Regions from separate parts of the Mus musculus genome. Here all the other regions are linked to region 5. The links are chromatin contacts, called in public Hi-C and promoter capture Hi-C maps. All regions are on one chromosome and are shown on one strand. The core of a region is the stretch at or near the end of the contact, and the rest is flanking DNA. Distances in the headings are between cores, read along the strand shown. Region 1 holds the start of Gde1 (glycerophosphodiester phosphodiesterase 1). Region 2 holds the start of Knop1 (lysine rich nucleolar protein 1). Region 3 holds the start of Usp31 (ubiquitin specific peptidase 31). Region 4 holds the start of Gga2 (golgi associated, gamma adaptin ear containing, ARF binding protein 2). Region 5 holds the start of Uqcrc2 (ubiquinol cytochrome c reductase core protein 2). Region 6 holds the start of Vps35l (VPS35 endosomal protein sorting factor like). Region 7 holds the start of Cog7 (component of oligomeric golgi complex 7).

Region 1 (3,548 bases), core at 1,041-3,540, 1.9 Mb after region 5:
AGAGACCTCTACTCAGGTGAAAACAGGATTGATTGATTGATTGATTGATTGATTTTGGGTTTTTTCAAGACAGGGTTTCTCTGTATAGCCCTGGCTGTCCTGGAACTCACTCTGTAGACCAGGCTGGCCTCGAACTCAGAAATCCGCCTGCTTCTGCCTCCCAAGTGCTGGGATTAAAGGTGTGCGCCATCATGCCCAGCTCACAGGCAAGATTCTTCAGACAAGCCAATATGAAACAGAGTTGGAGTTTATTAGGAGTTTACTGTGTCTTAGCTGTAGCTGTGCTGTGTTTTAGTGGTTCTCCTTGTTTTAGGTAGTCCTATGAAAAATTTTCCTACCCTCTTTTTCTTTCAATAAATGAGGTAATTTTTTTCTTTCTCCTCCCCACCCCCCACCCCACCAGACAGGGTTTCTCTGTATAGTCCTGGCTGTCTTGGAACTCACTCTGTACACCAAGCTGACCTCAGACTCAGAAATCCACTGAGATTAAAGGCCTGTGCCACCACTGCCTGGCCTACATTTTTATTTTATGTGTGTGTGTGTTTGTATGCATGTGTGTTTATGCAACTCACAAGTACAGTGTTTGCATTCCTTCAAGGCTCCACCCCACAGTTACGTGGCAACAGCCAGGTATGCCAGACTCACTATAAAAGAGACTGTTTGTCCCTTCCTCGATCTTATCTTCTTATCCTCTTACTCCCTGCCCTTCTCTCTCTCTTCCCCATTTCCCTCTCTTCTCTCCCCATGTTCCCTGCCAGCCTCCCCTCCCCCTCTGCTTTCTCTGCCTTTACTCTCTCAACACCCCTCCCCATGCCCTAAATAAACTCTATTCCATACTATATCCGTCATATGGCTGGTACCACATCTTGCCTGTCCTCTTCTCTCTCTCTCTCTCTCTCTCTCTCTCTCTCTCTCTCTTAATAAAATGTTATATACCATGCCCACAGTGGCCAGAGAAGGGTGTTAGAGCCTCTGGAATTAAATGAGTTACCATATGTAGGCTGGGGATTGAACTCAGTTCCTCTGGAAGAGCAGCCAGTACTCCCAATCATTGAGTCAGCTCTCCAGCCCAATAAATGAGATTTAAGGTGGCTTTCTGGGCACACTGAGAAGAGCCACAATCCTTAAGATAAAACCATGATTCACAAAGGTCCCACAAGGAGGTGAACGCATCTTTACTGTCAACGAGATTCCTAGCAAATTGCAGGCTTGCAGATGGAAAAGGAGAAAAGCCATATATTAGACCTTTAGATTTGTTGCTATTTGAACATTCTAACTTGAAGCATCTCCATATAAAAGGAATGTGGGCTACCCATGCAGGAATTCTTGATGCTTAAAGTCAAGAGGCTTTAACCACACTTCTAGTAAGAGCTCTTTTTCCTTCCCACGGTCCCTTAATTTTCCTTGTCTTGTTATCGTGCTCAATACTACTTCCCGCAAGGGGAAGGTACTTTCACTAAATGCAGACATGTGTCCTGGTGGAAACAGCCCTTGCAAGAATGAAGATATTCCAAAGAGACATTTGTAAGTCACCCTTCTTGATATTATTTTGAGGCATGGACCGCAGGAAATTGGAATTTCCTTAGGAGTCTGATTTTGAGAGAAGGAAAGGGCTTAGAGCCTGTGTCCAGCCTGGAAAAAAATGTATCTTTTCTGTAAGTTCAAAGGGTTCTGAAGGTCCCGGACCTTTCTGAACAGACTGGAACTAAGTGGTCAATGATGGGCGGGGCTTCTTAGCCAAGCATGCCTCTTGCCCTCTATTTAAACCTAAACCTCCCGTCAGAACCCTGAAAACGGACTTGTGGGTGTGCTTTACTAGATTTCTTCCCGGTGTGTCCATTTCTCTGCTTTTTACTTTTTTTTTTGTTTGGTTCATGGAGCGTAACTTATTACAGCTCCAGGGTAAGCCTGGCTCATTACAGGCCCTGTCTCTGACCCAGAAGAACTCTGGAAACACTACTGGCACATTTTGAATAAGCAGGTTAAACATCCTGTTCCTTTTAAAGTCAAAGCCTTTAGTTTCCTCGAGGTCAGATACAAGGTCACTAAGAAACTTTGACCGTGTCACCCTCCTTCCACTAAGTCTGAAGGACAGGGTCTAAGTCTTGTCCTCACTTTACATAACCCGAAGCGCCCTTGGAACCCAGGCCTGGGGCAAGGGCCTGCTCCTGTTGCCATGACAGCGGTTCCGGCCCCCCAACGCCGAAGCTCCGGGACTCTGATTGGCTGGAGGGCGGGCTCTTTCTCGAGATGGGTCCGTCGGCGCCATTGTGCAGCGCTGCTCCCAGCGGAGGGTTCCGGCTGTGGCCAGTACCTCGGCGTCTACGCGTCGCCCGGCAGGTCCGGGGCTCCGGTCCGTGCCGGTGCAGGCGCCGGCATGTGGCTGTGGGAGGACCAGGGCGGCCTCCTGGGCCCCTTCTCCTTCGTGCTGGTGCTGCTGCTGGTGGTGACACGCAGCCCCTTCAACGCCTGCGTGCTCACCGGCAGCCTCTACATCCTGCTGCGGTTCTTCAGCTTCGAGCCGGTGCCGTCCCGCCGGGCCCTGCAGGTGCTCAAGCCCCGTGACCGCGTGTCCGCCATCGCCCATCGCGGCGGCAGCCACGACGCGCCCGAGAACACGCTGGCGGCCATCCGGCAGGTGAGCCCCGCGCACGCCTCGGGCCTGCTCCGCCGCTGACATCTCTTCTTCTCCTCCCGGCTCCGCATCCCTCCCCACTTCAGCTATTTCTAGAATTCCGCGGGTAATTGTAAGACTTGGTATGTGCCAGACGCTGGGATGGCAGCCAGGCACGACTCCTTTGACAGGGCTTTCATCTGGGTTGGGAGAGATAACATATGAGGCTACTTTAGGGTGGGGCAGTGCATTATGTAGCAGTAGTTTTCTATGAACTAGATATTTGTGAACTGTGAACTAGAATTACAAGGTTGGAATCAGTGGGAAGTGTTCCAGGATGCCGATGGCAAGTGCAAAGGGCCTGAGGTGAGGTTTATGTTGGAGTGGTAAGGTAGCAACACAACACAACAGGCTTATATGTGGTGCTGGCTTCGAGGAGCAGAACAAACTCTAGTGTATGGATGAATTAAGATATGAACTAGGTCAAATGGGTTCTTGTTAGTAAATGGGATTTCTCTCTTTTTTTCGAGACAGGGTTTCTCTGTAGTCCACTCCTTGAACTTATCAGACTGGCCTCAACTCAGATCCACCTGCCTGGTGGGGTTAAAGTGCTGGGACTAAAGACACCCACCACCACCAACTAGCAAGATATTCTTAATCACCCTTATCACAGGGTGTATTTCTGTCCTCTGTATTACTTGGATATTATCTTTATGGCCTCTTTCCAAATACACCTTCATCATAGTCGTCAACCCTGGCAGCCAGACTCCTCTGTCAATATTTGCTTCCCCTTTCCATAAGGCACCCAGGAGAATTTTAATAGCCCTTTGCCCTTGGAAGCCTTCTGTTTTCAGATTAATGTCAGCTTGTATGGCAAGAGCATTTCAGTGGATTATGGACTTCAGTGCACTACAGTCAGCCTTCATACGTGTTG
Region 2 (3,737 bases), core at 701-3,200, 1.8 Mb after region 5:
GAAGGTGGCCCTGGGTTATGTAAGAAAAGCTGGCTTAGTAATAGCCAGGGGAGCCAGCCAGTAACTAGTATTCTTCTGAGGTCAGTGCTTCAGGTTCCTGCTTTGAGTTCCTGTCTTGGTGTTCTTCAACAATGGACTAGAACCTGTAAACTGAAATAAACCCTTTCCTCCCCAAGTTGCCTTTGGTCAGTGTTATCACAGCAACAGAAAAATAACTAGGACAGTCATCTAGGTTGAAGTCACAGTGGCCTTGTATAAAATAGGTCATCTCTACCCCCATTGCTCAACAGCTATTATTTTGTAAGTGACATCAATTCCCTTGCTTTTCAGAGAGCACTAAAACCCTTTGTCCTTGCTTTTATCCAGGTATAACACACCCCACAGAAACTGATTCCACAAGAAAAGACAAAAAAAAGTATCAATATTTATGACCATGTATTGAGCCTTTCAAAGTCCAGAGCATCTTCTCATTATCTCACTTGGTTCCCACTACAGCCCTGTGAGGTAGGAATTATCCCCCTCAAAGAGCACCTTCCCCAGTACTACTTGTGATATTACCAATTTGACGGGGCAGCAACACTGCTGTGGGCTAGTGGTCCTGGACTGAATAAAAGGAAGGAAGTGAGTTGAGCCCCAGAATCCATCTCTGTTTCTTAGTTGTGGATGCAAACGGGACCGGCTGCCAGGAGCCCCCACTGGGATGATGTACCATATCCTCAAACTGTGAGCCCAAATAAGTCTCTGAGTTGCTTTTGTCAGATATTTTTCACAGCAATAAGAAAAGTATCAAACTATACAATAAACTGTACTATGAAGATCTATTGGCTTGGAAAAGTGAATCCTCTGGGTGAAAGACAGTAAGTATATAGACACCTGAATATTGCTGCAGATAGTTCCTCGGGTAAGGACCCTAAGGGTAGAACTTACAAGAACATCAGGGTGAAACCTTTTCTCTAAAGCAAAGGTTACAGGGAAGGAGTAATGCAAGCCCTGTGGTCTGGGAGGACTGACTGACTCTTCTCTTCTTCCTCTGAACTCACCACTTCTTCCAAGTCACCATTTTTCCCTCTATACACTGACAAATTCACTGTTTCCATTCACGAAACATTTACTGACCTGGAACTATTCCATAAATATTGCTATTTAAATTTATCAAAATTAAGTAAAATAAGAAATTTGGTTCTTCTAGTCTGCCAGTCCCAAATTACACCCCAAACCCATTTAACAGCACAGATTATTGAACGTTCTATTAGTGTTGTATTGGACAGCCAATGCCACAAGAATGAAAATCTTTCAGTAGCTGGAAGGCTGAGGCAGGAGGATACTCAGCTGGAAGCCAGTCTGTAGTCCAAAAAGGCGAGAGAAAAGGGAGAAGGGATAGACAGCGGACTTATTATGAATGAATCTGTGTCTCTTGCCTTTGAGATCTGGAGGCTTTGGAATGAAGGAAAACTAACACTCTTCCTGTAACCTAGGATCTGTGACTACGTGGTTCTACCTCCTAACACCACGACATAGGTACCATTGTTATGCCCGCTGTACGACTATTACAAGACCCCATGACCAAGGTTCGTGGGCTACAAAGGAACAAGTGATCTAGCCTGCTTGTGGGGCTTCAGAAAGGCTTTGGGGCAAGTGGAGATCAAAATCTATTTGTCCACACCAAAATACTTCCTGAGTATCACCGGAGCCTGTCTACAGAGTTCATTCATTCCCTGCTTCCTCGGGCGATCTGCGGGCGGTCCGGGTCTCTACCCTGAAGCTTCACACTACGCAACTCTCTGACCGGGTTTCCTTCTGCGAGCCTGTTGCCTGAGGTCGCACCGGAATCCAAGACATACGCCAACCTCTTTCTCCGCGTGTGGGCCTAAGGCTCGGCTCCTCCGCCCGCGCGCGTCACCCGCCTGGCGCACAGAGGCTTGGAACGCGCGTCCCGGCGGGTCCCGCCCGCGTCCCGCCCGGCCCGACCAGCGGCGGGGCGCCTACCCTCGCAGATCTGATCCCATAGGCTCTTCCCCGGCGGCTCGACGACCTGCGGGGGTGACACGAGCACTTCGGGAGACCCGGGCGACACTGCGGGCACCGGCGTGCGCGTAGTGATCGGCGAATCCGCGGAGCCGCTCGCCTCCTCACGCAGCACGCTGCGGCTGGATACAAGTCTCGGCGCCGCCATGGACGCGGTTTCTACAGCAACCCAGGGCACCGGGAGGCCGCGACCCGGAAGGAGAAGGATTTCGAGGGGGCGGGCCAGAAAGTCGAAGCTGACTTCCGGATCGCGGCTGCGCGGCTGCTCACGCGGGGACGCTTGGCCTGCTAGCGAACCAGGTGAGTGCGGGTGGTTTGTGCGGGGCCCCGAGGAAGGTGCTGCACGCTGGGGGAGAGGAAAACAAAGATAAGTCACCCCCAACTCGCCTGCAGCCCTCGGTTTCTCTCCAAGCCGTCCCGCCTTGGAGTAGGCATGGGGATGATCCTGGCTAGCAAGCAGCCTGCGGTTGGTGAGGGCAGCACACGCTCCTCTGGCTCGAGTCCGTGTTTTGCACCTTGTTGACTTTGAGACCTAGTGAGTTACAGTCTCCGAGGCCTGTGAGGCTTATTGGTCACACTAACCCTATCCACTGCTGCCGCGGGAATTTAAGAGTGCCTTCACACTGGGCATAGTGGCCCACGTCTATAACCCCGGCACGCGGGATGCAGATCAGCCCTAGCGACGTAGTCAAACTTTGTCTCAAAAACAAGGCGCTTTTGAAGAAAGCTTGTGTTTGCAGGTGATGCAGTGTAGGTTCGGTTCCACTTCTCGCGAGTGAAGTACAGTTAAAGGGATGGAAAAGAGTATGTTGCTGTTGGCTGAGTGGCAAAACAAAGAAGTGGGTTAAGCTGACGCCTGGGACCTTTTTGTCCGGGTTATTTTTCGTGATCACTGGCCCTAATCCTGTAGAATCATCATGGTCTTACTTGATACTGGCCTGTCGGGACTTGTATCTTTCTCTCCTTTGTGAGTCCCCTTCCTATGTCCTCTAAAAGTCAGTATGTCTTGAGGCCCAGTTATGTTTTCTTGTTAATTATCATCCCTGAAGTCCTGTTTATGTCGTCTCTGTTGGCGAGAGTGACTTCCTTGCCTCAGCCCTACAGTACACATGCTGAGTGAGTTATATCAAGGCAGCTGTTTCATCCAGCTGCCCAGTCACCCTCCACTTCTGCCTCAAGGGTTGACTCTACCATCCTATTGGTCAAACTGGAAAACCATGTTCAATATTATGGAGTTGAGAAAAATGCCACCATAATATTGGTGTATAAGATTATACATGTCTGTGGGGGCATCTTCTTTCTTTCTTTCTTTCTTTCTTTTTTTTTTTTTTTTGGTTTATCTGTATAGCTCTGGCTGTCCTGGAACTCACTTTGTAGACCAGGCTGGCCTTGAACTCAGAAATCTGCCTGCCTCTGGCTCCGGAGTGCTGGGATTAAAGGTGTGCGCCTAAAGCAAGGTGAGAGTGGACTTGATATGGCTCAAGTCTGGCCTAGATCTTTGAAGCTGCCCAGAGCAAGCTGAATCCTTTGTGGAGCATGTTAGCGCCGAAGCCAAGGAGAGGTGCAGGATAGAGAAGCTCCTGGACCCTTAATTTCCACCTCTTTCCTTAGAAGCCTCCCATGTTTTGTCTCTAGTCCACAGAGTAGCAAGAAGCATACTGGTGATCATAGTGAAAGCCATGTATTGAATCCCCGGCCACTTGTCGTAAGTG
Region 3 (3,415 bases), core at 252-2,751, 1.1 Mb before region 5:
TCTGATGCTACAAGGAGCCCAAGGTACAGCTAAGATGGATGTTTTAATTAGGAGGTAGAAGTGGAGGGGATTTGAGCCTATTCAGAGCAAACCAAGAGCATCATTACAGGATACCATATTTAGTATTGAGTAGAAATCTAGAGGCCAAAACTATTTGCTTTGAGATGGGTGTAGGGTGGCCTTTCTATCTTTAAAATGTTATGGGCTTTCTTTCCCATTATCTGTTTTTTGCAGTAACCAGGGCTCAGGCTCATCTCTTAGCAAAGAGAACATACAAAGAGAAGGTCAGAAACCAGTGGATTTTGAGTAGTAGGCAGCCTTAATGCACGCTGTTCTCCCATGCAGTTTTTTTTCCTTTAAAAAAAATTGAACCAACATTTAAAAATAGAATTTCCACCTTTTCTCTAAAAATCAGCTGATCTGGCAACACTAAGCCCTCATTCTCACATGGGAACAACTGACTGGAGGTGAGCGAAAGCCATCTCTTTAGAAGAATGTTAATTAGCAGGTTGCCGCTGTCCACAACATTTCTTGTATTCCCAAGATATGTGAAGTATGACCTGATCAGCAGATGACCGACCCCTCACCAGGATTCTTTGTTCATTGCTATGACCTATCTAGCCTCTGCGATAGTAGTGCATCTGTGACCCTTGGTTTAAAGGTTAAGTCTTTGAGCCAAACTTGGGTTTAAATGAGATGTCAAAGGCACTGAACTGAAAACCAAGGAAGGTATTCCATGATTGGCATAGTGTGTGGAATACAGAGGTAATCATGAATGAATACCTACTGAGAGTGTACACTATAGGAAGGCAAGCAGAAACTCAGTTAGTTTCAGTCTTGTCGTATCCTTAGAGTTTAGTACAGTATTTGGCAAACAGCAAGTGTTCAGTTGCTATATTTACTGAATGAATGGATGGATGAATGAATGATTGAATGAATGAATGAGCAAATGCTCAGTTTATTGAGTGATTAAAGGGAGAGCTCAGAGGATTTAAAGGCTGTATTTTACAAAACTTTTCAGCAAGGCAATTCTAATAATATTACTTTGCTGAGACCTCAAGGTACATCCTGAAAGAAAAGCCCACCAGAATGTGCCAGCTCCGTGACCACGTTCGGGTGGGTACGCGGCAGTCCCTCGGGAGCCAGGCTGAGTTAACCCGCCTGGGACAAGACAAAGCTGTATCTATCAGCTCCTCTGCCACCTGGTACGTGGCAGCTTGATTTCAGTACTTTCTCTAGATCTTTTCTATTTGACAAGCAAAGACAGAGACCCACCCCTAAAATCCACCATCCAGCGCCTGCCCTAACGTTTAGGACCGTGCCCATACTAAACATGGCCAGTCTTGAGCTTCAACACGCAGAACCACGCCCTAAGCCGAGGGAGTCCTTGAATCAGGGTTCAGGGAGAGAGCTGTTCCCACAGTCAATATGGCGGCCTCGCAGCTTCAGTGCGGGGCGGGGCTGCGATGCCAGCGAGTCACGTGAGCTGCCCACTTGGGCGGCCGCGCGACGCACGCGCGCCCCTCGGTCGCCGCTCTCTTGCTCGCTCTCTCCGCGGCGCTCTGAGGTGGTGTAGGGCGTGAAGCCCCCCGGGCCGGGTGAGGCGCAGGCGGCGGGATGCGGCGGCGGCCGTGGCGGAGTCGCGGTCCGGGCGGACTGGCGCGGTGATGAGCGTCGGCAACCGCCGCCATGTCCAAGGTAACGGCGCCCGGGCCCGGGCCGCCGGTGGCGGCGGGCGGGAAGGAGAAGCGCTCGTTCAGCAAGCGGCTGTTCCGGAGTGGCCGCGCGGGGGGCGGCGGCGGCGCTGGCGGCCCCGGGCCGGCCGCGCCCTCGTCGCCGTCGTCGGCGCGCTCGGTGGGCAGTTTCATGAGCCGCGTCCTCAAGACGCTGTCCACGCTCTCGCACCTCAGCTCCGAGGGCGCCGCCCCGGACCGCGGCGGCCTCCGCAGCTGCTTCCCGCCCGGGCCGGCCTCCGCGCCCACGCCGCCGCCGTGCCCGCCGCCGCCCGCCTCGCCCGCGCCTCCCGCCTGCGCCTCGGAGCCGGTGCCCGGCGTGGCGGGGCTCCGCAACCACGGCAACACGTGCTTCATGAACGCCACGCTGCAGTGCCTCAGTAACACCGAGCTCTTCGCCGAGTACCTGGCTCTGGGCCAGTACCGGGCGGGCCGACCGGAGCCAGAGCCGGAGTCGGAGCAGCCGGCGGGCCGCGGGCCGCACGGCCAGGGCGAGGTCACCGAGCAGCTGGCGCATCTGGTGCGGGCGCTCTGGACGCTGGAGTACACCCCGCAACACAGCCGCGACTTCAAGGTGAGCCCGGGGCGGGGGGCCTTGGAGCTCGGGCGCTTCTTGGGCTCCTCCTCTTCGGGCCGGGAGGATTTCTGCGCTGGATGCTCAGAGAGTTCTGGAAGATAACCCAGATGACAAAGGAACGCATTCCTCCCACCATTCATCCAGCCAGCTTGGCTTCCGAGCGCCAGAACATGGGCGCCAGGTCCTGTGATCCGCCTTGGGGATGGATGTTGCCAGGACCAAGACCCTGCCTTCATGGAACTTCAATCTTTGGAGCGGGTATTGGTGGGAGAGTATCTATCCATCTGGGTTCGAATCCGGCTTCTGCTTCTTAAGTAGTAAACCACTGAGCCTCTTTATGCTCCCGTTTACCTGGTACTTACGTTTAGCAAGTTGACAGGTTACGTTGGACAGCGAGATTACCCAGTTTGGGCACTTCTAGCGGGTTCAGTGTGATACATAAAGTGCTTTAGCTATGTTAGTACCGTTCATGCTTAGTGCTTTTTTTTTTTTCTTTCTATTCTTAAGTACAATGAACCAGGTGTTATCAGATAGTACTTTGAAGAAGGCAGAACTTGATGATGTAATAGATGGAGGAGGTGGTCCTGGCCCTTGGCTTGCAGCTGCCCGTGTGCACTAAGAGGATGAGATTGGGAAGCAGAGGAGTTTGCTGGTCCAGATGGTAAGGGTCATTTAGGCTATCCTAAGGAGTTGGGTTCTTACTGTAAGCTGAGCAGAGAGGTGATTGGAGATTGTATGAGGGATACTTTGAGGTGGGATATGGGTATGATATTAGCGAGAATGGAGTCGGACAGTGAAAAAATAAGTTTTACCATTCCTTCCCTCATTTCCTCATGCTTAGAACTCCACAGTTTGATAGTTGCCCCCATTTTTTGACAGTTGTCTCACCCTGATTTTCTACCAGCCTTCTTTATTTTTTTGAGACAGGGTCCCACTATGTAGCCCAAGGCTGACTTTCAACTCGAGATCTTCCCGATAGCCTTCTGTGTGCTGGGATCAACCTACCCCTCTCCACTGCTCTTCTAAAGAAAACAAATATCAAGTTTAGAGACGTTGGTAGACAACATTAAAAAATATTTACATAGGCATGGGGTGTGTGTGTGGC
Region 4 (3,798 bases), core at 823-3,322, 1.4 Mb before region 5:
CCTAGTGCTGTGACTATAGGTAACAACTACTATGAACAGCTTCTTTGTACTTAGTACTTGTTCATAGTACTTATTTGATACAGGGTCTCACTGTACAGTCTGACTCACAATCTTGCTTCAGTCTCCTGAGTGCTCCATTTACAAGTGTGTACCGTCATGGCCATGACAGCAAATGTCTATTTAAACATAAATATTTGCAGCCCTCTCACGGGCTCCGCAGGTAAAAGTGATTGCCATATAAGCATAATGATATGACTTCCATCTTGAGAAGGCACCTAAGGGTGGGAGGAGAAAACCAATTCGATAAAACTGTTCTCTGTGCTCCATAAGCACACTGTGGCATGCGTGTGCCTGTACCGACATGCATATCACACATATGCACATACATATGCATAGTGTTTAAAAGATTAAAAGTAGGGCTGTAGAGGTTGCTCAGTGGTCAAGAGTATGTATTGCTCTTTTGGAGGACCCAGGTTCAATTCCTAGCACCCACATGGCAGCTCAGGACTGTCTACAATTCCAGTTGCAGGGAATCTGACACACTCTCTGGCCTCTTCAGGCTCCAGGCTTGCATGTGGTGCATAGATATATATGCAGGCAAAACACACATACAAATAAAAACTTAAAAAAATGTTTGTACATTTGGGATTATGATATGCCTAAAGTCCTAGAGTTACCCCTGACTGTCCCCACTATTTATGTGTCCATTCAACAGATACTTACTGGTATGCCAAGCCCCATTTGGTATGCTGGTGGTCCAGGTCTATGCAAATTAAAATCCTTCTGTGTGTGTGTGTGTGTGTGTATGTACTGGGGTGTGACATTGAGGGTGGGGAATGATAGGGACAGTGTGGAAGGATCTGGTGCTTCAGAGGGACCTCGTGCGCAGTCTTGACTGCCTTCCAGGCTAAGGCCTCCTTCAGTCTTAGCAGAGTTGTTAGTAGTAGATCATTGACAGCAATGGCAAAATTATGCTGGCCTCTAGACATGCATATTAATCCTGTCCACTGGACAGACCTCTTTCTCCACTGGCTGGAGCCAGTCTTATGCCCATTTGCATGTTTGTCTCAACAGTCCTTTATTTTTACATAGATTTTTCTCTTTGGCTTTTCTTGTGGACATATTAATACAACATCTACTTGATTCCTTCATTTAAGTTCAAGAGTTAAATAAAGGAAAATATTTCATGTTAGGCTGGCATGGTAGCTCACACCTGTAGTTCCAGCTTTTGGGAGGTTGAGGCAAAAGGATTTTACTACAGGTTTTTAGGATCTTAGCTTTTATCATTCAAAGGCCATCTTGGACTAATGAGTATGAGAAACCCTTTCTCAAAAGCAAAAACAAAAACCATAACAACAAAGCTGTACTGGTAGTACATTCTTGTAATCAAGTTTGTACCACAGTGGCAGGATGACCAAGAATTCTGGGTCCTCCTCAGCTATGCAGTGATCAAAGCCAGCTGGTTACATGAGACCTTAACTCAAAACAGTTAGAAAAAGGTATGTTTATATATAATTAATGTGTTCACTTTTTAGGGTATGAGAATCACGACCTGTTTTTTATTTCTTTTTTTTGGGGGGGGATGGGTGTTCGAGACAGGGTTTCTCTGTGTAGCCTTGACTGTCCTGGAACTCATTTTGTAGACCAGGCTGGCCTCAAACTCAGAGATCCGCCTGCCTCTGACCTGTTTTTTTGAGAAAAGTATCTTTTCATAAAAATAACTGTTTTATGAATTATGATGCAATGTGTCATCAAAAAAAAGTGTGTCAGAAACCCGAATGGAAGATACATACTCGGAGAAGACCCTAATAAAAATGCTGAAAGAATGATTCTTTATCTGAAATTCAGATTTAGCCAGGCGTCCAGTATCTTTTCTGGGAACCCTGCTTCTGAAGAAGAGGGGACAATCAATACCTAACTAGCTTGGCTTTTGACCTTTCAAGTGGTCTTGCACAAAAAAAAAAAAAAAAAAAAAAAAAAAAGACCTCGTGAGTTGGAGGTGGCCGGGAGGAGGTGCGTGGGGGCGGGACAGGGCCCAGAAATGGGCGTGTCCAATAGGGCCCGCCCCGTCACGTGCCTCTCAGTGTCTGCCGCGTCGGCAGCTGGAGCGAAGGCTAGGCGGCGGCGGTGGCTGCAGCTTTTGGGCAGGAGTGACTGCGGCCGCAGCGCTGGGCTGGGCAGATGGCAGCGACGGCAGTGGCAGCGGGGACCGGATCCCCGGCAGGGACCGAGTCGGCGGAGGGCGGCCCTGGGGCAGCGGCGGCGCTGGAGCTGTGGCTCAGTGAGTAGCATCGCGCCACACGTGATCCTGCTTCCCGCCGCCCTGGTTGTCCTCCGCGGCGGGAGGGGGCCTCTAGACTCACCCAGGGGATTCTGGGGACCTCAGACCACGCCATGGCTCAGTGGCCGGGCGGCACCACTTAACAGCTGGAGCGCGAATGCTTAGCGATCTCTTGTGCCAAGCACTGTGCAGAAAGCGTTTCAGCCATTGTTAGTCTGGTCGCAGGACCGAGAGTACCTGGGTTTACTAACCCGTGCGGGCGATGCAGCTTTTTTGCAGATCATTGAGTCTAAGAGCTTAAGTGGCTGCTACCTTTAAGAGCAAAACCAGCTTTTATGCCTCGGTGCATATTTACTCTGGCCAGACTTAATTGTTCCTTGTCTTAGCTTAACGGTGATCTCTGGGGGTGCGGTTCTAAAGGTTCTCTCTTTATCTGAGGAATTGAGGTTCAGAGAGAATAAAGAATCCACCCCTTGGGTGGGCTCCACTACGTGCTGGGTGCACTGAGATGGTAACACTGGGACATTGCTCACAAAGACATGTTCATTGGCTACTGGCTACCAGAACAGCACCTTCTCAACAGAAGCTGGAGGAGGGGCGCTTGTTGAACGTAGTTAGGGGCTGTTTTGTTTACCTGGGGCTTGTCATAGCTGGTATACAGTGTGTGGACAATGGAGGAGGCCATATTCCAGACAGGAAACTGCAAAAACTCAGGATGAGAATGTACAACATTCTGGGAGCGAGTAGGCCTGTTGGCCAGGAGTGCAAAGCTTAAAGCTCAGAGAATCCAGAAAAGAGACCTCAGACTAATTTGCTAATGAAGTAAGACGCGTGAGCGCCGCAGAAGGGACTGCATTATTTAAACATTTTTATTACATGTTGTGTATTTGGGGTGGGGCGTGCTGCTCCTGGCTCGTGGAGAACAGAGAACAACTGGGGAAGGGGTCAGGGTGTCGTTTCTCTCCTTAGGCTCTTCTGTGGGTTCCAGGGCTCGAACTCAGGCCACAAGGCTTGGTCACAGGCACCTTTATCTTCTGAGTCATTGCAGGCCTATAGCTTTCTATTTCAACATGTAGGAGAAGCTGTTGGAGACAGCTTCGCTTCTACTGAAAGCACCACATGCAGTTCCACCTGGTGAGTTGGTTGAGGGTGAGACTTCAGACTTGGAGTAGATATATAAGGTCTTTAGATAGCTGGGGTGGGGTGGGGTGGGGTGATGGTGGTTACAATAGGAATGAAGGGAGTGGGGATCAGGAGTCGAAAGGATTATCTGAACCCATCAGCAGGGTTTAATGTAAGCACACGTGCATGCACATTACTTTAATTAAAGACCTGGAGCCAGACTGTAGCAGTGCACACTAGTCCAATTCCAGCAGTTGTGAGGGAGAAGCCAGCCTGGCCTACGTAGTGAGTTTCAGGACAGCTAGAGCTACATAGTAAGATCCTGTCTGGGAAAAAACAAAACAAAACAAAACCAACCATACAGACAAAAACCAAACAACAACAACAACAAAACA
Region 5 (3,274 bases), core at 488-2,987:
AAATTCTCAGCATAATATGTAATAACTTGGATGATGGATCTAAATGCACTGACTTTACACACACATATACACACACACACATACACACACACACACATTATACACAATGGTATAAAGCTATTAAGATATTCCAATTATGTCTAGGGTTCACAGGATTACTAATGGACATGCAAGCAAATACACTTTCATGATGCTAAGATCCACTAAACATGTTGTCAAGTGTACCTGTAAAGTTCTATAATGCTCCTACTCGGCACTGCCCAGACTGCTGTATGCTGAACACTCAGTCAGTGCTGGGCTAATCTGGCTGCTGGTTTTCACCTGTTCATGGAATTACTACTTTATCCCTTCAGTCCTGCTTGTAAATTATGAATATAATTAACTGTGTCATTTTCATTTTAGTTTGCTGGATAAGGTATATGCAGCCACTTGTGATTTTTAGCTGTGAATTTTTAGCTGTGCCCAAGATGTAATTCCTGTAACATCCAAGTGTAACAGTCCACATATGAATAATCCACACTTCCACTTCTGTGCTTTTGGGTAGTGAAGTTTAAAATCTCCTGCTTCTTTTGGGTTCCTTTCAGGAAAGACTTAGATACAATTTCTACTTTGTTTTAATAACACATGGAAAGTCCTGCTCTCTAAGGACTGCTAGCAATTGGTCTGTCTAGGCACAAGGAATACAACTGCAGCCTAAATTTGTACAACACATATATGTAAGTATAAAGCACAAGGAAACACTATGCCCAGGCCTGGTGTATCACTGTCTAGTCGTCTCTCAACACAGACACTCCTGGCATTTCCGCGTTGTAACTGTGCTGTAGGGGCTGCTGTTGTATGGTTGGATGTCTAGCTGCACCGCTGACCTCTAGATGCTAGAAGCACTCTCTCAACAGGTGGTTACGAATAAAAAGCTCCGCATGTGACCGGCTAGTAGGGGCAAATTAGCCCTTGTTGAAGTTTAAATGCTCCCATTCTCATCTCTTGAAAACCACGATTCCAGCGTGATAACGTGCTGACACACATGAGGTACTCCTCTCCTCACCGCAAGTGACAACTACATATTTTAGGGCTAGTCTTGAAGAAAGATCAAGAGCCCCTCCTGGAGGAAGCCTTTAAATGGGACCCCGAGAAAACGAGCATCTTAAGGAATGCGGGGACTGAGTACTGACAGGAACGAAGGTGCCGGCACTGAGATAAGCAGCGCACCGCGTTTGTGAATTTAATAAACTCGCACGCATTGGGGAAACCGACGCCTCGGGATCAACCCAGGGGCAGAGGTCGTAGGTAGGGGAAGCAGGCGGCCCGGGTGGCGTTGGCCTACACCCTACCTGCTTCTCGAGTGACCTTCAGGAATCTCCCGAGAGCCGCTTCTCCGCCACTCTCCAGGCCACCCTCCTCTTCCGCTTTCCCCGCGTTAGCTCTCGGCTGCTCACAGGACCCGCCGAGCCTCCCAGGCCTCGGCTCGCTGGCAGCCCCCTTCTCCGCGGGGTTTACCTGAAGGGCAGACCCAGGCCTGAGGCCAAGGCCGCACACTCCGCACCCAGCTCCTGAGTGGCCGACAAGCGTCCCCAGCCCTGCCCCACGCACGTCCCATGCTCACCGAGAAGGACCCGGCCCTGCTGAGGAGCTTCATGGCTCTAGCAGTTGCCCTTTCCCACGGTCACCGCTGCAGACAGCAAAGCAAGATGGGGTCGGAGGACCGAGTTTCCCGGTGTGCACTGCGAGCTTGCCCACGCCCCCTTGTACCGGCGGCCCTCTACGCATGCAGTGCTCTACTGCTCCGGTAGGCGGGACGAGCCCAGCTCCTGGGGAGAGGCTAGAGGTCTCCCGGACTAGATTGCAGCTTTTGTAGGTTATCCTTTCTGAGTTCTTTTTCTGCAAAAGACATGCAGCCTGTAATCCCAGCTGCGTCTGCAGCCGTCACAGTCACCCCAGCCGTCTTGGGCCTGCCCGTGAGTCCTCGCAAGTCCGGGAGTCGTCGGCACTCCCTGTTCCTCGGAGGTCGTCCCTCGCCACTTTTACTGTAGTCTTCCCGGTACCGCGAACTTGGTGACCGAGTTCACAGAAACTGGCAGGACGAATGTCTCGTCGAACAGATCGACACACTTGTAGGTCTCCTTGCCGCAAGGAGATCGTCACCAGCAAGGACTCAATCTCGTGAAATTTTCTCGCGCAAATTTGCGCGTGTGTGTATAATCAGGGACTTAATATAGTCTTCTATTGTACTTAAAAATGTTTAACTGTTGGTGATACAGACATATGGCACAAATCATTCGTGTGTTACACTATGATTGAGACTAATTCGGGAACCACTGCTTTCATGAAGCCGCATAGCTGCTTAAAAATGTTTTTGGTTACTTTTATTTTTTTTACAGTCCAGTCGTTGCCAGATTCCCGGTCCGCCCCTCCCACAGTTCCTCATCCCATTCCTCCTACCCCTTCTCTAAGAGGATGCCCCCGCCAGGCCTCAGTACTCCCTGGGGCCTCGTTTCTCAAGTTAGGTGCCTCTTCTCCCACTGAGGCCAGACCAGGTAGTCCTCTGCTGTATATATGTTGGGACCTCGGACTAGCTCATGTATGCTGCCTGGTTGGTGGCTCTGTGTCTGAGAGAACTCAGGGGTTCAGGTTAATTGAGACTGTTGTTGGTCTTGCTATGGGGTTGCCCTCCTCCTCCTCAGCTTCTTCCAGTCTTTCCCCTAATTCAACCGCAGGGGTCTCCGACTTCAGTCTAATGGTTGGGTGTAACTATCTGCTTCTGTCTCAGTCAGCTGCTTGTTGGGCCTCTCTGAGGGTAGTGTCAGTCCTTGGAGCCTCCCCTTGAGCTGGATCCAAATTTGGGCCTGCCACTGAACCTCTTTTCCTTCAGTCTGTTCTCCATTTTTGTCCCTGCAGTTCTTTTAGACAGGGACGATCTGGGTCAGAGTTTTTGATTGTGGGATGGCAACCCCATCCCTCCACTTGATGTCCTGCTTTTCTACTGGAGGTGGACTCTATAAGTTCCCTTTCCCCACTGTTGGGCATTTCATTTAAGGTCCCTCCCTTTGAGTTCTGAGAGTCTTTCACTTCCCAGGTCTCTGAGGGTCCCCCCATCTGAGGGGGGTGGTTTCTATTCTTTTCTGCTGGCTCTCAGAGCTTCACTCCTGATTCTCCCTTACCCCAATACCTGATCATGTTCCCCTTTTCCTCTCCCTGTCCCCTCTCCCACCCAGGTCCCTCCTTCTGCCCACCCCCTCCTAATGCTTTCTACCCCTCCCCCCCAAGTGGGATTGAG
Region 6 (3,555 bases), core at 462-2,961, 1.9 Mb after region 5:
TCTCAAATGAAAAGCGGACTTGGTTAACTAAGTTAGCTAAGAGGCTAACGCTGACCACTAAGCACGTCCCTTGAGAAATGCGCTCTCTGGAGCAGAGGCACACTTCCCCTGGGCCTCATCAGCTCCCTCATGCATCGACAGGAACAATCACCGGGAAGAAGACGGACACAATTCTGTCTCTCTCATTAAAGAACACGAAGTCAGTGGGTAAAACTGAAAGATGGGCGTGCACTCCCACACACTTGCTCAAGAGAGACGGCTACAGAGACCATAGGCACGAGCAGAGCTGGGGTCTCAGCAGTATGGAAAACGAAAACATCCAAGGTTAAGCCAGCACAAGCAGGTGAAGCCAACCCACGGTGTGATACGGCACCACGCTGACGTGCTGTGTCCTTAAGTGGTCACTTAAGAGTCTGCAGGGTGGAGTGAATTAAAGTGTCCGGCCAAAAAGCCAGAGGGTTGATGTTGGTTATGTTCAAGGCCTAGCGCTACAAATTTCTTTCATGCTCAAACGCAGAAATTTTGCCCCTGAGATGCAAGGTCTCCAACGTCCAACCACATTATCATCCGCTTATCCTATGTGGGTTCTTTATCGACACAAATCACCTGTGACAACCTAAAGGTCACCTCACTTCTAAGCACAAAAAGGCCCGTATGCCAGTCACTTGGGTACACACTATTCCTTCCTGCTTGGTGAGCTCGTATGCATCCTGCAAGACCCAGTTGAAGGCTCTTCTCTGCAGTCTACCCAAGCCGCCAGGGGAGTTGACTGACTGCCCCCTCTCTCCTTTGGGCGTGTCCTCTCTCTAATACGTTCTACTACGTTGAACAACGAGGTAAAGAAGCGTGTCTGGGGACCCTACATAGAGTAGGGTGAATGGTCCCACTTTACAGATGAGAAAGTCTAAGGAGCTCAAGGAACAAGCGACCAGGTCTCCCAGGTGCAGACTCCGGGCGAATTCATCCCCTTCCCCAGAACTCCCAGGCGTGCCAACGTCTCCCAAGGAGGCGGAAGCCTTGGATGGAGTCCGTCTGAGTGAAGGAGCTGCGGAACAGAGGAGAGGAGCAGAGTACTGACAGCGGTTCTGCTCTTCCGTAGTCCTGACAGCCCGGGCGGGGACGGAGGCCACCGATCCCAACAAGGAGGACTGCCCACCCCCACTGAGAGGAGCCCTCCCCGAAGCCTACTAGCGGGTTTTTCCTTACCAGGGAAAGACAGCCATCTTCCCAGTCACATGATCGCCTGTTTTCCGCGTCCAGCCCCTTTTCTCACATCCAGGGAAGCTCGGCCCCGCCCCAGACGCCATGATTGTGAAGGGCAGCTTCCGCTCTGAAGATCCCGGGCTCCGTCATCCGCCATGATTGTGAGGGGCAACTTCCTCCGGATTCCGATCCTCCGCAGTTGTATCGGGCAATGGCCCGGCAAAACCCAAGCTCCGTCATCGGCCTTGATTTTATTTTTTCTTTTTATTTTGTTAATAGAAATCCATTTACGTCTGCCTCCGAATGATGGGATTAAAGGCCTGCATCACCACGCCTTGCTTAAATCCCATTCGTATTATGTAAATATGTGCACGGAGGTCAGTGGATAACGGACAGGTGTTGGTCCTTTCTTCGCTTGGCACTAGATGCCATTACCTTCTGAGCCATCCCATTCACACACACACACACACACACACACACACACACGATGCCATTACCTTCTGAGCCATCCCATTCACACACACACACACACACACACACACACACACACACACACACACACACACACACACCGCCCCCCAGTCTTGTAAGGGGTAAGACGCCACTGGCTGCTTGGCCCGCCTGCGCCCTCTAGTGACAAAAAGGAGTGCACACACCCATCCCTGCTGAGGGCCAGACACAAGTGATTATGAAGTGAATTCTGTTTGGTGTGGGTTCTCTTCATGCTTCGTAAGGATGAACACTTTGGGCATTTTCCCCCCACTACTGACAATCTACGTCCGAATACGGGCAAGCAAGTTCTGTTCTTGACCACAGAACTTTGGCGCTCCTGTTTTAAGCCCCACCCCACCCCACCCCCATGGATAAATTATGATAGGGTGACTGCACTCAATGCACTTTGCCCACTCCCTTCTCAATAGAAACTTCTGGAGTATCTATCATTAATCACTTGTTTTTGGAAAACTGATGCTCAAAGCTGGTGAGTGTCAAACTCTAACTCAAATAAGAATGGATTAAGACTGGGAAATTAGCAGACTGTCTATTCATACCATCCTGGTTCTACTCCCAAGTGCATTTCCTTATGGAAAGAGCAGCATCCTCTTATGCGTTCTGGAAAAGGCAACGGAATATACTTTAACTAGGACTGACATTTTCAGAGTCCCAGTTTCTTCCTCTGTGAAACTGAGCTAACTGCTAAGGTGACAGGAGGTTATAAAATCCCTGTCTCCGGGGCAAACCTCAGATGCTGTAGTTAGTGAGGCAGGCAAGACAGGCTGCTCTTGGTTGGCCTTTGCTCTCAGAGCCTTTCTCTCTGTAGCGCTGACCCTGGTCTATAACAGAGCAGGGCATCTACTGTAAATGGGCATGCCACTTGCCTGGGGACTGTAAAACAGTGGCTCTGGGATAGTTGTGTGTACAATTCTAGGGGACACTGCTGTTGGTGGTTCCTTTGAAAGAATGGTAGCAGTTTGGGTGGTAAGAAGCAACTATGAGGCACTAAAGGCAGGGGACCAATTGTCCTTCGTACATTCGTCAAACCCATCCCATCTTATGTATAAAATAGATGATGGGGAACTATCATAAAACAGGCTACATTTCTGGAAAGGATAGATAACTAAAGGGTTCTTCTTACCACATGCTAAGACCATGGTTTTGTGGCATCTCTGTCAGTGTCCCTAAAGAACTGTAAAATCTGGGCTGGAGAAATGCGTTATCTGGTAAGCACTTGCTGTTCTTCCAGAAAACCCAGATTTGATTTCTAGAACCCAAACTCACAACCATCTGTATCTCCAGTCCCAGGGGATCTGATGCCCTCTTCTGGCCTACAGAGGTACATGTGGTATAGAGACACACATACAGGCAAAATATTTATATACATCAAATAACTAAGTCTAAAAAAAAGAATCTTTTAAAGAAACTGGAGAAGGGCCATGGAAAAACACTGAATATAGAGAGCAGTTTTAAATGGAAACATTTTGTTCCTTTGCTTACATTGTTGTTGAAAATGGTTTTACTTTGTAGTCCTGGCTGGCCTGGAGGTATTGGTCCTCTGCCTTAGCCTGGTAGGTGCTAGGGTTGTTGGCATGGGACACTGCACTCAGCTTCTAATTGTGTGTGTGTGGCATGTGCACATGTCTGATTGTCCATGTATGAGCATATGGAGGCCAGAGGTCAATAGCTAGTATTTTCCTTTATTACTCTCCAACTTACGTTTTGAGACAGCACACCTTTCTCCCCCTCTCCCCCTCCCTCCCTCCCCTCCTCCTTCTTCCTCTCTCTCTCTCTCTCTCTCTCTCTCTCTCTCTCTCTCTCGTTCTCTCCCTCTCTCTCTTGTTCTCTCCCTCTCTCTGG
Region 7 (3,256 bases), core at 422-2,921, 1.3 Mb before region 5:
GCGTGTGGCACCACACCCGACTATATATTTCTTTTTTGCTGTTTGGTTTGTTTTTGAGACAGGGTCTTGCTACGTATGCCTAAATGATTTCAAACTTAAGGAATCTTCCTCTTTCTGCATCCCCAGTGCTGGGATTGCAGGCGTGTATCACCACATGAAGTCAGACATGTGATTTTCTTCCTCCCTTCTCTGCTTCCTCTTCTTTATATTGAATATTCATGTCCATAGTGCTGTGTTTCATAAAGACAATCTACCTAACTGTACTATGCATTTTACCCCTGTTCCCTTCTGCATATCTTCCCTCTTTCCCACCTCCACCTTCCATTCTTTTTCCTCCCGTGTCTTTCCTCTGCTCTCATGTTAGATATTCTTTTAGGTGTTTATACAATCTGGATCCAGAACTGAGAGAAAACGTGAACTTCGTCTTCTGGCTTCTTTTGCTTATTACCTTTAGCTGTATCCATTCCCCACAACACCATGTCCTCCTTTTGGGTACTGTACATATTTTTAAGTGCACATATACTCTTCTCCATGACAGACAAATATTAAGGCCATAGCAAGTCTCTGTACATTTAGAACAGAGTCATAATATGTGTTCCTGATACACGGAATTAAATTAGAAACCAACGCTAGAACATGCAGTGGTGGCTTAAGCCAGAAATCCCAGCATGTGGGAGGTTCGATCTTTGAGGCATGGGTTTGAGTTCTAGGATAGAAGAACGGAACCCGTCTTTAAAAACAACAAACAAACAACAACATCCTCACAACAACAACAACATCCTCTACTTTGCTATACTAGACAAGAGCAAAAAAAAAAAAAAAAATCGGAGAAAGAAAGGAAGAAGGAAGAAAGGTAGAAAGAAAGAAAAAACCTAACTAGTAAAGAAAATGATGGAAAATGAGTGGAAGAATTGGAGGAAAAGTAATTTTTGAAGATTATTGAAGATTACTGAAATTAGACCAGAGTTAGGGGAGACCATTATCAAATCTATAGAAATCTATGAGGAGAGATGGTCCAGCGGTTAATAGTACTGGCAGCTCTTCCAGAGGACCTGCGTTCCACTCCCAGCATTGATAACCACATGTAACATCCCACTTCCAGGAGATCTTTCATTCTCATCTGGCCTCTGCCCGCACCAGACAGGCAAGTGGGTCACACACATACAGAGGCAAAACACTCCATATAAAATAAAATAAAATTAAAAAAAAAACCAAACTGCTGCCGGGCGTGGTGGCGCACACCTTTAATCCCAGCACTCGGGAGGCAGAGGCAGGCGAATTTCTGAGTTCGAGGCCAGCCTAGTCTACAACGTGAGTTCCAGGACAGCCAGGGCTACACAGAGAAACCCTGTCTCAAAGCAAAACCAAACCAAACCAAAAAACCAAAAAACCAAAAAACCCAAACTGCTGTATGCATTTAGTGAGGACGGAAAACTAGCAACATTACTCCTACATACAGAGTTTATATTTCTCAGCTGCTCCCTTCTCAGACGTCAATCTTCTAGTCTTGAGGAAACACGCGTTTACTTAGTTTACTGCTCGACAAATAAGAGCAGAAAACGAACTGTCGTACCTGTCCGGACTGCGCGAAGCTCGCTGCTCTAACAGGAACAGTTGCTATGGTAATAGGCACCGACTTCCGGAAGAAGTACGGCGCGCGACGAGGGACATTCGGCCTCGGCGCGAGTGCGCTGACGGGGCGGCAAGTAAAGCTTGGTGGGTTTCGACGGGTGTCCCGAAGGCGGTGTCGCTCGGCGCCAACCCGGAGACCGCGCGCCATGGACTTCTCCAAGTTCCTGGCTGACGACTTCGACGTGAAGGACTGGATTAATGCGGCCTTCAGAGCCGGCCCCAAAGACGGGGCGGCGGGGAAGGCGGACGGTCACGCAGCCACCCTGGTAATGAAGCTGCAGCTGTTCATCCAGGAGGTGAACCACGCCGTGGAGGGTGAGCCACGCAGACGCCCACCCGCCCGCCCCGGCACCCGACTGCAGGACCGGGCCCAGGGGCCAAGCCTCTCCTTTGGTGGGAAAGCGAGCCCTGCAGTAGTCTGAGTTAGGTCTAGGCTTTGGTGTTCACGTCCGACGATGCCATAACATTTCCTTTAAAAACTAAAAACTAAAAACAAAAAAAAAACCCCAATAATAATAATAATAACAATCTGGGAGTGGTGGCGACCGCCGTTAATTTCCGCACTGGGGAGGTGGTGCTGGACGGTCAGGAATTCAAAGCCAGCTTCAGTTGCAAAGTGAGTTCGAGGCCGGCCTAGGCTATAGGATCGCTCTCGCCGGCTCTCGCACGCTCTTTTACTCTTCCTTCTCCTTCCCCCTTCTTATTTACAGTCTCACTCTGTCGCCTAGGTTCGCCTCAAACTCGCCTTCTGCCCCAGCTTCCCTAATTCTGGCATTACAGATATGTGCCCCCCCCCCCCAAAAAAAGCTCTTTGGGTTTGGAGTAATTGCTCAGTGGTTACTACTCTTGTAGAGAACCTAAACTTAATTCTCAGCACCCACATCAGTTGGCACACAACTACCTGTAACTCCAGTTCCATGGGATTCAGTGGCCTCCTTGGGCATAAACACTCACATGCACATACTGACACACAGACAAACATGGGTGAATGTAATTAAAAAATAAATCTTGAAAGAAGGCCTTTTGGAGGTGGTGGGGTAGATAGACTCTCATGTAACCCATACTGGCCTTGAATTTGCTCTATGATGGAGGGTGACCTTGAACTCTTGATCTTCATGCCTTTGATTCTGAAATTCTGGGATTATAGACATGTTCTGTCATGCCTGGCATAAAGAGTCACTTTTGAGAGCATTTAATAGTTAACTGGTCCTAGTATTTAGCAGTATATGAGAATGACACAAATCCATTAATATATCTTTGTAAGCTAAGGAAGATGGGCCATCCTGAATGAAGACTTTAACTGTGTGTGTGTGAGAGAGAGAGAGAGCGAGAGAGAGGAAGAAAGAGAGAATGAGAGAGAGAAGACGAGAGAGAGGGGGGGGAGAGAGAGAGAGAGAGAATGAGAGAGAAAGAGAGAATATATGTTGCTGAATCAGTGCTCCTCCTTGCTGCTTCACTGTGTTGAGGACACAGTACCACATAGATAGCCTGGGTTATGGTGCTGCAGCTTGGTTTCCAGGCATATTTTCCCCACATCTGCATGTGTGTGGGAGCAGCGAAAAAGCAGGCTAGTGCTTCTTAGTGGCTCCTGGGACCCACATCCTCGTGTTCTGAGGTGTTAAGG

The links. Promoter capture Hi-C pulls out the DNA fragments that hold promoters and counts their contacts. Hi-C and Micro-C count contacts between places; a contact is called where the count stands out from the background. Capture Hi-C pulls out chosen DNA fragments and counts their contacts.
Region 1: a promoter capture Hi-C map of hippocampal neurons shows a contact between it and region 5, with 4 times the contacts expected there. The contact joins the promoter of Gde1 here to the promoter of Uqcrc2 in region 5. A contact is called at or near these places in 4 of 39 promoter capture datasets (the C10 cell line, hippocampal neurons and liver), 1 of 484 Hi-C or Micro-C datasets (CD4 T cells), 1 of 115 datasets of contacts at active chromatin or transcription factors (astrocytes) and 2 of 9 other capture datasets (adipose tissue and liver).
Region 2: a contact with region 5 is called in a promoter capture Hi-C map of liver, with 5 times the contacts expected there. The contact joins the promoter of Knop1 here to the promoter of Uqcrc2 in region 5. A contact is called at or near these places in 4 of 39 promoter capture datasets (the C10 cell line, hippocampal neurons, liver and 1 more) and 3 of 115 datasets of contacts at active chromatin or transcription factors (astrocytes, large pre-B cells and thymic regulatory T cells).
Region 3: a contact with region 5 is called in a Hi-C map of muscle stem cells, with 4 times the contacts expected there. The contact joins the promoter of Usp31 here to the promoter of Uqcrc2 in region 5. A contact is called at or near these places in 4 of 39 promoter capture datasets (the C10 cell line, hematopoietic stem and progenitor cells, liver and 1 more), 1 of 484 Hi-C or Micro-C datasets (muscle stem cells), 1 of 115 datasets of contacts at active chromatin or transcription factors (astrocytes) and 2 of 9 other capture datasets (adipose tissue and liver).
Region 4: a contact with region 5 is called in a promoter capture Hi-C map of pre-B cells, with 4 times the contacts expected there. The contact joins the promoter of Gga2 here to the promoter of Uqcrc2 in region 5. A contact is called at or near these places in 3 of 39 promoter capture datasets (hippocampal neurons, liver and pre-B cells) and 1 of 115 datasets of contacts at active chromatin or transcription factors (microglia).
Region 6: a promoter capture Hi-C map of liver shows a contact between it and region 5, with 3 times the contacts expected there. The contact joins the promoter of Vps35l here to the promoter of Uqcrc2 in region 5. A contact is called at or near these places in 4 of 39 promoter capture datasets (hippocampal neurons, liver and pre-B cells), 1 of 484 Hi-C or Micro-C datasets (CD8 T cells), 1 of 115 datasets of contacts at active chromatin or transcription factors (astrocytes) and 2 of 9 other capture datasets (adipose tissue and liver).
Region 7: a promoter capture Hi-C map of liver shows a contact between it and region 5, with 4 times the contacts expected there. The contact joins the promoter of Cog7 here to the promoter of Uqcrc2 in region 5. A contact is called at or near these places in 5 of 39 promoter capture datasets (the 3T3-L1 cell line, the C10 cell line, hippocampal neurons and 2 more).

What each region holds. Positions count from the first base shown.
Region 1 is chr7:118,704,480-118,708,027 of GRCm38.p6, reverse strand. Gde1 (glycerophosphodiester phosphodiesterase 1) reads left to right here and starts at 2,290. Exons shown (of 6, transcript NM_019580.4): 1 at 2,290-2,638. The coding sequence starts at 2,378.
Region 2 is chr7:118,854,211-118,857,947 of GRCm38.p6, reverse strand. It overlaps Knop1 (lysine rich nucleolar protein 1), which reads left to right and starts at 1,950. Exons shown (of 5, transcript NM_023197.3): 1 at 1,950-2,325. The coding sequence starts at 2,172. Iqck (IQ motif containing K) reads right to left here and starts at 2,196. Exons shown (of 9, transcript NM_001374605.1): 1 at 1,987-2,196. The coding sequence starts at 2,173.
Region 3 is chr7:121,705,528-121,708,942 of GRCm38.p6, reverse strand. It overlaps Usp31 (ubiquitin specific peptidase 31), which reads left to right and starts at 1,501. Exons shown (of 16, transcript NM_001033173.2): 1 at 1,501-2,307. The coding sequence starts at 1,690.
Region 4 is chr7:122,019,472-122,023,269 of GRCm38.p6, reverse strand. It overlaps Gga2 (golgi associated, gamma adaptin ear containing, ARF binding protein 2), which reads left to right and starts at 2,072. Exons shown (of 17, transcript NM_028758.2): 1 at 2,072-2,281. The coding sequence starts at 2,182.
Region 5 is chr7:120,633,652-120,636,925 of GRCm38.p6, reverse strand. Uqcrc2 (ubiquinol cytochrome c reductase core protein 2) reads right to left here and starts at 1,737. Exons shown (of 14, transcript NM_025899.2): 1 at 1,604-1,737. The coding sequence starts at 1,636.
Region 6 is chr7:118,738,427-118,741,981 of GRCm38.p6, reverse strand. It overlaps Vps35l (VPS35 endosomal protein sorting factor like), which reads right to left and starts at 1,711. Exons shown (of 31, transcript NM_027815.4): 1 at 1,207-1,711. The coding sequence starts at 1,307.
Region 7 is chr7:121,980,108-121,983,363 of GRCm38.p6, reverse strand. It overlaps Cog7 (component of oligomeric golgi complex 7), which reads left to right and starts at 1,671. Exons shown (of 17, transcript NM_001033318.3): 1 at 1,671-1,947. The coding sequence starts at 1,779.